Linked DNA regions of Anser cygnoides: region 2 is linked to region 1. A link is a contact called in public Hi-C data. All regions are on one chromosome and are shown on one strand. The core of a region is the stretch at or near the end of the contact, and the rest is flanking DNA. Distances in the headings are between cores, read along the strand shown. Region 1 holds the start of ABCA12 (ATP binding cassette subfamily A member 12). Region 2 holds the start of RAB17 (RAB17, member RAS oncogene family).

Region 1 (3,050 bases), core at 471-2,970:
ATGGTGCTCATGTACCACTTAGCAGTATATTTTCATTTGGCCCCAGCCACGCTTCTGAACAATAATTTATTACTGCTTGTCACTAGCTGCTACTAAGAGTAATACATATACCAAGTTTATTTAGCATTTACTATGTCTTGCTTGACTCTTTCTTACATAGACAACACAGTCCAAGACCAGAGATTCACAAATCAAAACAGCCCAGTTTCTGGGCCTTCCAGAGACACTTGTTTTGCACTTCCCAGCTTTCTGCCTGTAAGATCTAGGAACTTATTTGTTGAACCATTTATTTGTACTTTTCTAATGCAAGCAGAGAGCCTAAAGCAACCTGCCTGCTTCAAGAGCTGCAAGTGTACCGTGAACACCTATCTGAGAGATAAAACCACAAAAAAAGCACGTGGGGATGTCTTGGGGGCCTGTCCCAAATGCATATACCTGAGTCCCCCTGCACTAGAGGTGACATGAATCAGAGATGTACATGCTACATAAAACAAAACAGCTTTCAGCTTGCTGAACCCAAATTATTTGCTGTTTTTCCTGGCAATGCTACTTGCTGGGAGCAGCAGCACTGAGCGAGCACTGCTGCAGTGACAGGACAGCCCTGGAGGCCTCCTCAGAACATTAGCAAGGTGATGGCTAGGAGCTGGGCTGGAAAATAACTCCAAGAGCTCTCTACCTGCCTCAAACAGCATGGGTTGCTGCCATCACAACTGCTGCACCTTTTTCTGGGGTGTTCTGGCAGTGGTGTCAGGCACAAGCTAGGCTGAAAGCAAACAAAACTCCTTTGCACAGAACTCCAGGAAATCTGGAGGCGTGTAGGGGACGAAAGCTCTCCCTTACCAAGAAAAATAAATAAAGTGAAGAAAAATATCATTCTACTATTTGCAAGCTTAATTTTTTACCTTAGACTTGGTAAACAAGTGTTATGCCTTTGCTCCCTTCTCTTCAGTAGACTCTCAAGAGTTGATTTTCCACAGCTGAAACTGCACTATTTCTGAGGGGAAAACAAAAAGTAATCACCCTTATTGCTCCATCAGTGACTGTGCTGGGGTAGGCTGGGCTTCCTGTCAGCGAAGGGCCCTCTGACAAACCTGCACGTCCCACACAGATCCCACATTTGTCCCACATGGGTCCCACACAGGCACCACACGGATCCCATATGGGTCCCACACAGATACCCAGGCGCCACCTAGATCCCACACGGGTGCCACACGGATCCCACAGGGGTCCCACACGGATCCCACAGGGGTCCCACACGGGTTCCGCGTGGACCCCACATGGGTGCCTCAGGGATCCTGCACAGACCCCACACAGGTGCCACACAGACCCCACGCGGGCTGTCTGCCGGGCTGCCACCCGCTGCGCTCCGCGACCGCCCCGTCCCCCCCGCCGCCATCCCCGCCCCTCAGGCCGGGCCCCGAAATGGCGGCGGCCCCCGCCCCTGCTCCCTCCCCTCCCCGGGCCGCCCCACGTGGTGCTGCGGGCGCCCAAATCCCCGCGGGCCGCCGCTGCTCGCTCCTTCCTCCTCGTCCTCCACATCCTCCTCCTCCTCCTCCTGACACCCACCGACGGCGCCATGGCTGCCCGGCAGCAGCTCGGTAACGCGGCGGCGGCCGTGCGGAGGGCGGTGGGGTCCCGTGAGGGAACAGGGGGGACACCGACCGACCGCTGTGGAGAAGGCGACTGTTAAACCGACCGTTAACCGGCGGTGACCGTTAAAAACGACCGTTAAACGGCGGCGACCCTTAAGCCACCGTGAGGGGAAAGGTGGGGGGGGGGGGAGGTGGCGGCCATGGCGCCGGGCCCCGAAATGGCGTCGGGGTGAGGGCTGAGGGGAGGGGGGAGCTTCCTCCGTGCGTGTGTAAGTTACAGATCAATTTCCTCATCGTGCCTTTTTCTTTCTTTTTTCTTTTCTGTACGGTGTCGCACTCTTAAAAACGCCATCCTCGCGCTCTTCCCGCCTTCCAGCTCTGCTCAGCGTCTCCGAGAAGACCGGCCTGGTGGAGTTTGCCAAGAGCCTGAATGCTCTGGGCCTGGGTTTGATTGCCTCAGGAGGAACAGCCAAATCCCTGAGAGATGCTGGCTTGCCTGTCAGGTACGGGTGCTTTCTTGTGCATCACCATCAGAAATGCTCCTTGTGCCCTGAGGTTGCTTAAATTACCTCCCTTCAGAATGGAGGTAATTCTGTGCTCCATTCAGCACAGAATGGTTGAAAACTGGCACGGGATAAAAAAAGTCTGTAAGTAAGTCTTCCCCGCAAGACAACGCAAGCAAACACGTTTTCCCTGAAACAAACAAAACTAAAAGCCCCGAAACAAACTTCAGAATCATCTTGGCTACTTGGCTGGCTGGTGACAGAGTTGTGCTGTGCAGCTCAGCGCTGAGACCAGTAGAGCTGTCAGGAGTGTTGTGCTGGAGATGCGTTTTTGTCTGTCTGTCTTGAGCCAGGTTTTTTCCCGTGAGGTAATTAATGGTCAATTAGTGGTCGTGAAATTTGTAATCAGGCCCTAGTACTGCTCTTTACAGCTGGCTGGAAGCTGATCTTTGCCTGGCCCTGGGACAGGAAGAGTGACATGTGTCAGGGATATATTGAAGCTCAGCAGAGATCATTTGTCACAAATAATTTTACCAGGATGATGGCCTGTTTTTTGAGACAAAGCCTGCAAGTGCTGTGCGTTCAGTGTCTGAGAAGCAGCATGCACAGGCACTAGCTGTTTTGGCTCTTGATTTTTGGGAAAGCTTTTTGGGTTCTTCTGTGCCGTGACTCAAAATCAGCTCCAGCCAAAAAAAAAAAAAAAACACTTGCAGTATAGTGATGAAAAAATCTGTCACTTACTTGGCAGGACAGGTGACTGTGGCTCCTTTTTGCCTACACTGAATGCAGTGATAGGCCCCTGAGATGCATAAGCATGAATATACACCACCTCCAGAGTTCCCTCTCTGTTATCCAGCACTTGGTTTTGTCTCTCCAGATTCCTTACTTGGCTGTGCTATTGGCAAAGCCTGAAGCAAAAGATGGTCACATTTCCCCTTCTCTCTCCAGTTTATTG
Region 2 (3,306 bases), core at 38-2,537, 460 kb after region 1:
GAACTAAAGGGTGCAGGCTCCGGGAGCAGGCTCCGAAAGGAGACTCGGCAGCGGAGAGCTGTGCCGTCTGAAATCACGGACGAGCTATGCCCTCTAGCGGGTCTGCCGCTGGAGAAGGTCCCGTGCGGGAGGCGGTGCCCACCCCAGGGACACATCCCTGGGACCCAGGGGAGGCTTATAAAAGCCCCTGCCTCATCCCAGGCAGGTGCCACTGGGATGGGAACAAAGAAAAAAAGAAGTGCCCAAACGCTTTTCTACCCCTCTGCTGTACCAACCATTCACGGGGCCACGCCAGTTCGGGATTTCACAGGGTAGTTAGGAAACTTCTTCAAAGGCTCCCCAGATCCTTTCCAGCCTGGCTGATGGGCAGGGAGCCGGGAGGAAAGGCTTTGCTGCCCTCTGGCAAGGAGCTGGATGCAGGCTAAGCTCTGCTTGGGGGCTGGATGCAGCTGAGCGGTGTCGGTGCTGGGATTTGTTCCCCCCAAAAAAGGAAATCCACTCTCGTTTGGCTCACGGACCAAAAAGTTACATGTGCAGATCCATAAAGCTTTCAGAGCTGGCTCTTGAAGGCAAGGCATTACAGATGGCCAGGTTAGTGCTACAAACACAAAAGCTGCCTTCCTTTAGGTTTCTAATGACCTGCAGATCTTCCTGTTCCCTCTCCAGACCGGTTATCCCAATACATTGTGCTTTTCCCCCATTAAGATGTAAGAGCTTTAACAAGAACTCTGTACAAAGCGCCCAGCCCCAGCGGTAACCAGCCATTAGTTTAATTAAAAGGCAGGAAAAGCCCAAGTGCTCAGGTTTTTTTCTTTGCTCGCTTTGTCTGCACCTCGCCGGCTTGTCTGCTAAGCCCTTTGCGGGAGCAGCGGGTGTGCCGCTTCCCACCCGCTCCCCAAAAACAAATCCCTTTGGCAGCCCTGGCTCCGAGTTATCGCAGCCCGGGACCAAAGAGGAGTCTCACCTGCGTCAGCAGAAATTGCAGCATTATAAAAAACCCTACAAAGGCCAGATCCCTGGCTCCAGCCTGCCTCATACCCAACCCTCCCCATCCCCAAATCCCAGCTGCGGGATGCGGGCGGTGATGCTCGCGGCACCTCCGAGGACAAGCCACCGAAAAGAAACGGCTCCTGCAGCAGGGACAAGGGACAGCGGGGACAGAGGGAGCACAGAGGGCAGGGTTTATGGCCCTGCCTCGCCCAGCCGGCGGGGAGGGTTTAAGGTTCACCCGTTTCTGCTCACCTCTCGGCTTTGGCACCGCTCTCTGGCAGCTGCTGGCGCGCCTGACGGAGTTTCGCTTTTAGTTTTCTGTGGAGAGGAGGCAGCCGGGGAGGCTGGAGGAGGCCGTCCCCATCTGTCGAGGCTGTTCCCGTCCATCGAGGCTGTCCTCATCCATTGAGGCCATCTCCATCCATCGAGGCTGTCCCCACCCGTCGAGGCTGTCCCCGTCCTCCACCACCCCTGCGCCAGAGGAGAGCCAGCCTGCAGCCAGGTAACCCCTTCCTCTGCCTCCCACCTCCCTCCAAAATCCCAAGATTTGTGTCTTCCCACCAATAATCAGCCCCAGATCCCAGCCACAAAGGCAGCCCAGCCTCCAAAATCGCAGTCGGAGGGGGATCTCCGCTTGTTGCTGGCATTATTTCCCCAGCAGGGCGATAATGACCCAGCCTCTGCTCCCTGCAGTTCAGGGGAGGGCTGATCGTGTTGGGAAATCAGCACTGCGTGGATCCAGCAGTGTGTACACGTCAAAGTGTCTTTGCAGTGCATGTTTCCCTGTCCCCTGGCAAGCTTCCCCTAAGCACGGTGACTGCCGCAGAGCTCAACGCCAGCAGGAACGATCTGGGGACGCCGGTGTGCTAGCACCATCTGGGGAAAACAAAACAAAAAAAAAACAAACAAAAAAAAAAACATAAAAAATCCCACGTCCAAAACCTGCAGGTTAGGTGCGGCAGAAACCCAGCAAATGGCTCCAGCATCCTCTGAGAGCTGCTGGCTCAGACATCAATCAGACACTGTTAATTTCCCAGGAAGTTAAATGAAGGCTTAAATGACACTTCTCAGTGTCTCCATCCCCAAAGATTTGCATTTCTTTTATGTTTTCCCCCCAGTGATATTTTTTTTGGAAATAAAGGATAATATTTTTTTGGAAATATTTACCCCTGAGAGTGAATACAGCAGGACCCCCTCCCAAGTTAGCGATAACACAGATACTGACTTATCAAGTGGCAAACGCCGAGCCCTCGCTGTTGCTTTCCAGCTCAGATAACTGCTCCACCTCCTGTTTCTGGCTCATATCACTAACAATAAAGCCCATAAAACGTGGGTTTTATGCAATGCTTAACCCTCAGCTGGAAGCAGGCACGAAGCTGCTAGGGTAAGGTCAGCCGAGCCTGCCCCAAATGTCTGCCTCAGGACACAGCTGCCACAAACTATGGGGTCTGTGTAAGGTTAAATCAAACTTTTTTCTAATGTTTCCAATACCAACAAGGTTCCTGGTGTGCCCTGCTGGGGCTTAGGTCAGGAAACCAGCAGGAAAGGGGATTTCAGGGTTTCTCTCTGACACCCTCGTCCCAGCATGGGGAAATCAGGGAGGCTGCCTCAGCAGCACCGACAAAGAGCAATCCAACAGCAACAAACACTTTCCCCTAAATCCTATTATTTTCCATCAAAATCAGAGCAAAATGACTTGTTTTGCTTTCTTGCCGTTCTCTTCCGGCGACCAGGGACGTGCACCCCCTGCACCCTCTTACCATGGGAAAAAGATTGTTGGAGATGAGCTCTGGTGATGCTCCCCCTCTGCGATAGGTGCTTGCAAGGAAATTTCCAGCAATTGCAGTAATTGTCAAGTGAGCTTCGTGTAATCTTCTGGGGTTAAATGGAGGTGCATTTTAAGAAATAATTTGAAATAACGAGTAACAGGGTTTACAAGACAATCTGCAAATCTTTTCACGCAGCTGCCTGTAAAGTTTTTTGGAGCATTACCTATGACAGCAGACAAAAATACCAGAAGGAGCACAGCCTTATGCTGCATTTTAATTTTTTGTTTGTTTGTTTAAAAGAAATAATAAGCCAGATAATAACCTGCATGAACTGTGACCCTGCTCTTCATCATCAGGCTGTACAGTGCATTTAAGGGGCTGAAAGCAGAAAATAATCAAGGGAGTAATAATAATAACGCTTCCAATAATCAAGGGAAAAGGGAAAACTTGAGCAAACTCCAACTGGGCATGGGCAGGACTGAGTTTAGGTGTTAAAACAGGCTCTTTTGGGCAATGTTGGACTTGCTGAGTTACTGGGCGAGCTCCC

What was found. Hi-C and Micro-C count contacts between places; a contact is called where the count stands out from the background.
Region 2: a contact with region 1 is called in a Hi-C map of liver, with 2.9 times the contacts expected there. The contact joins the promoter of RAB17 here to the promoter of ABCA12 in region 1. A contact is called at or near these places in 2 of 7 Hi-C or Micro-C datasets (both in liver).

The regions. Positions count from the first base shown.
Region 1 is chr6:10,498,799-10,501,848 of Taihu_goose_T2T_genome, forward strand. It overlaps ABCA12 (ATP binding cassette subfamily A member 12), which reads right to left and starts at 1,721. Exons shown (of 58, transcript XM_066999642.1): 1 at 1,567-1,721; 2 at 903-994. It overlaps ATIC (5-aminoimidazole-4-carboxamide ribonucleotide formyltransferase/IMP cyclohydrolase), which reads left to right and starts at 1,442. Exons shown (of 16, transcript XM_013178608.3): 1 at 1,442-1,598; 2 at 1,969-2,095. The coding sequence starts at 1,577.
Region 2 is chr6:10,954,391-10,957,696 of Taihu_goose_T2T_genome, forward strand. It overlaps RAB17 (RAB17, member RAS oncogene family), which reads left to right and starts at 1,288. Exons shown (of 6, transcript XM_048058455.2): 1 at 1,288-1,492. LOC125182149 (a long non-coding RNA gene) reads right to left here and starts at 1,265. Exons shown (of 2, transcript XR_007161258.2): 1 at 1-1,265.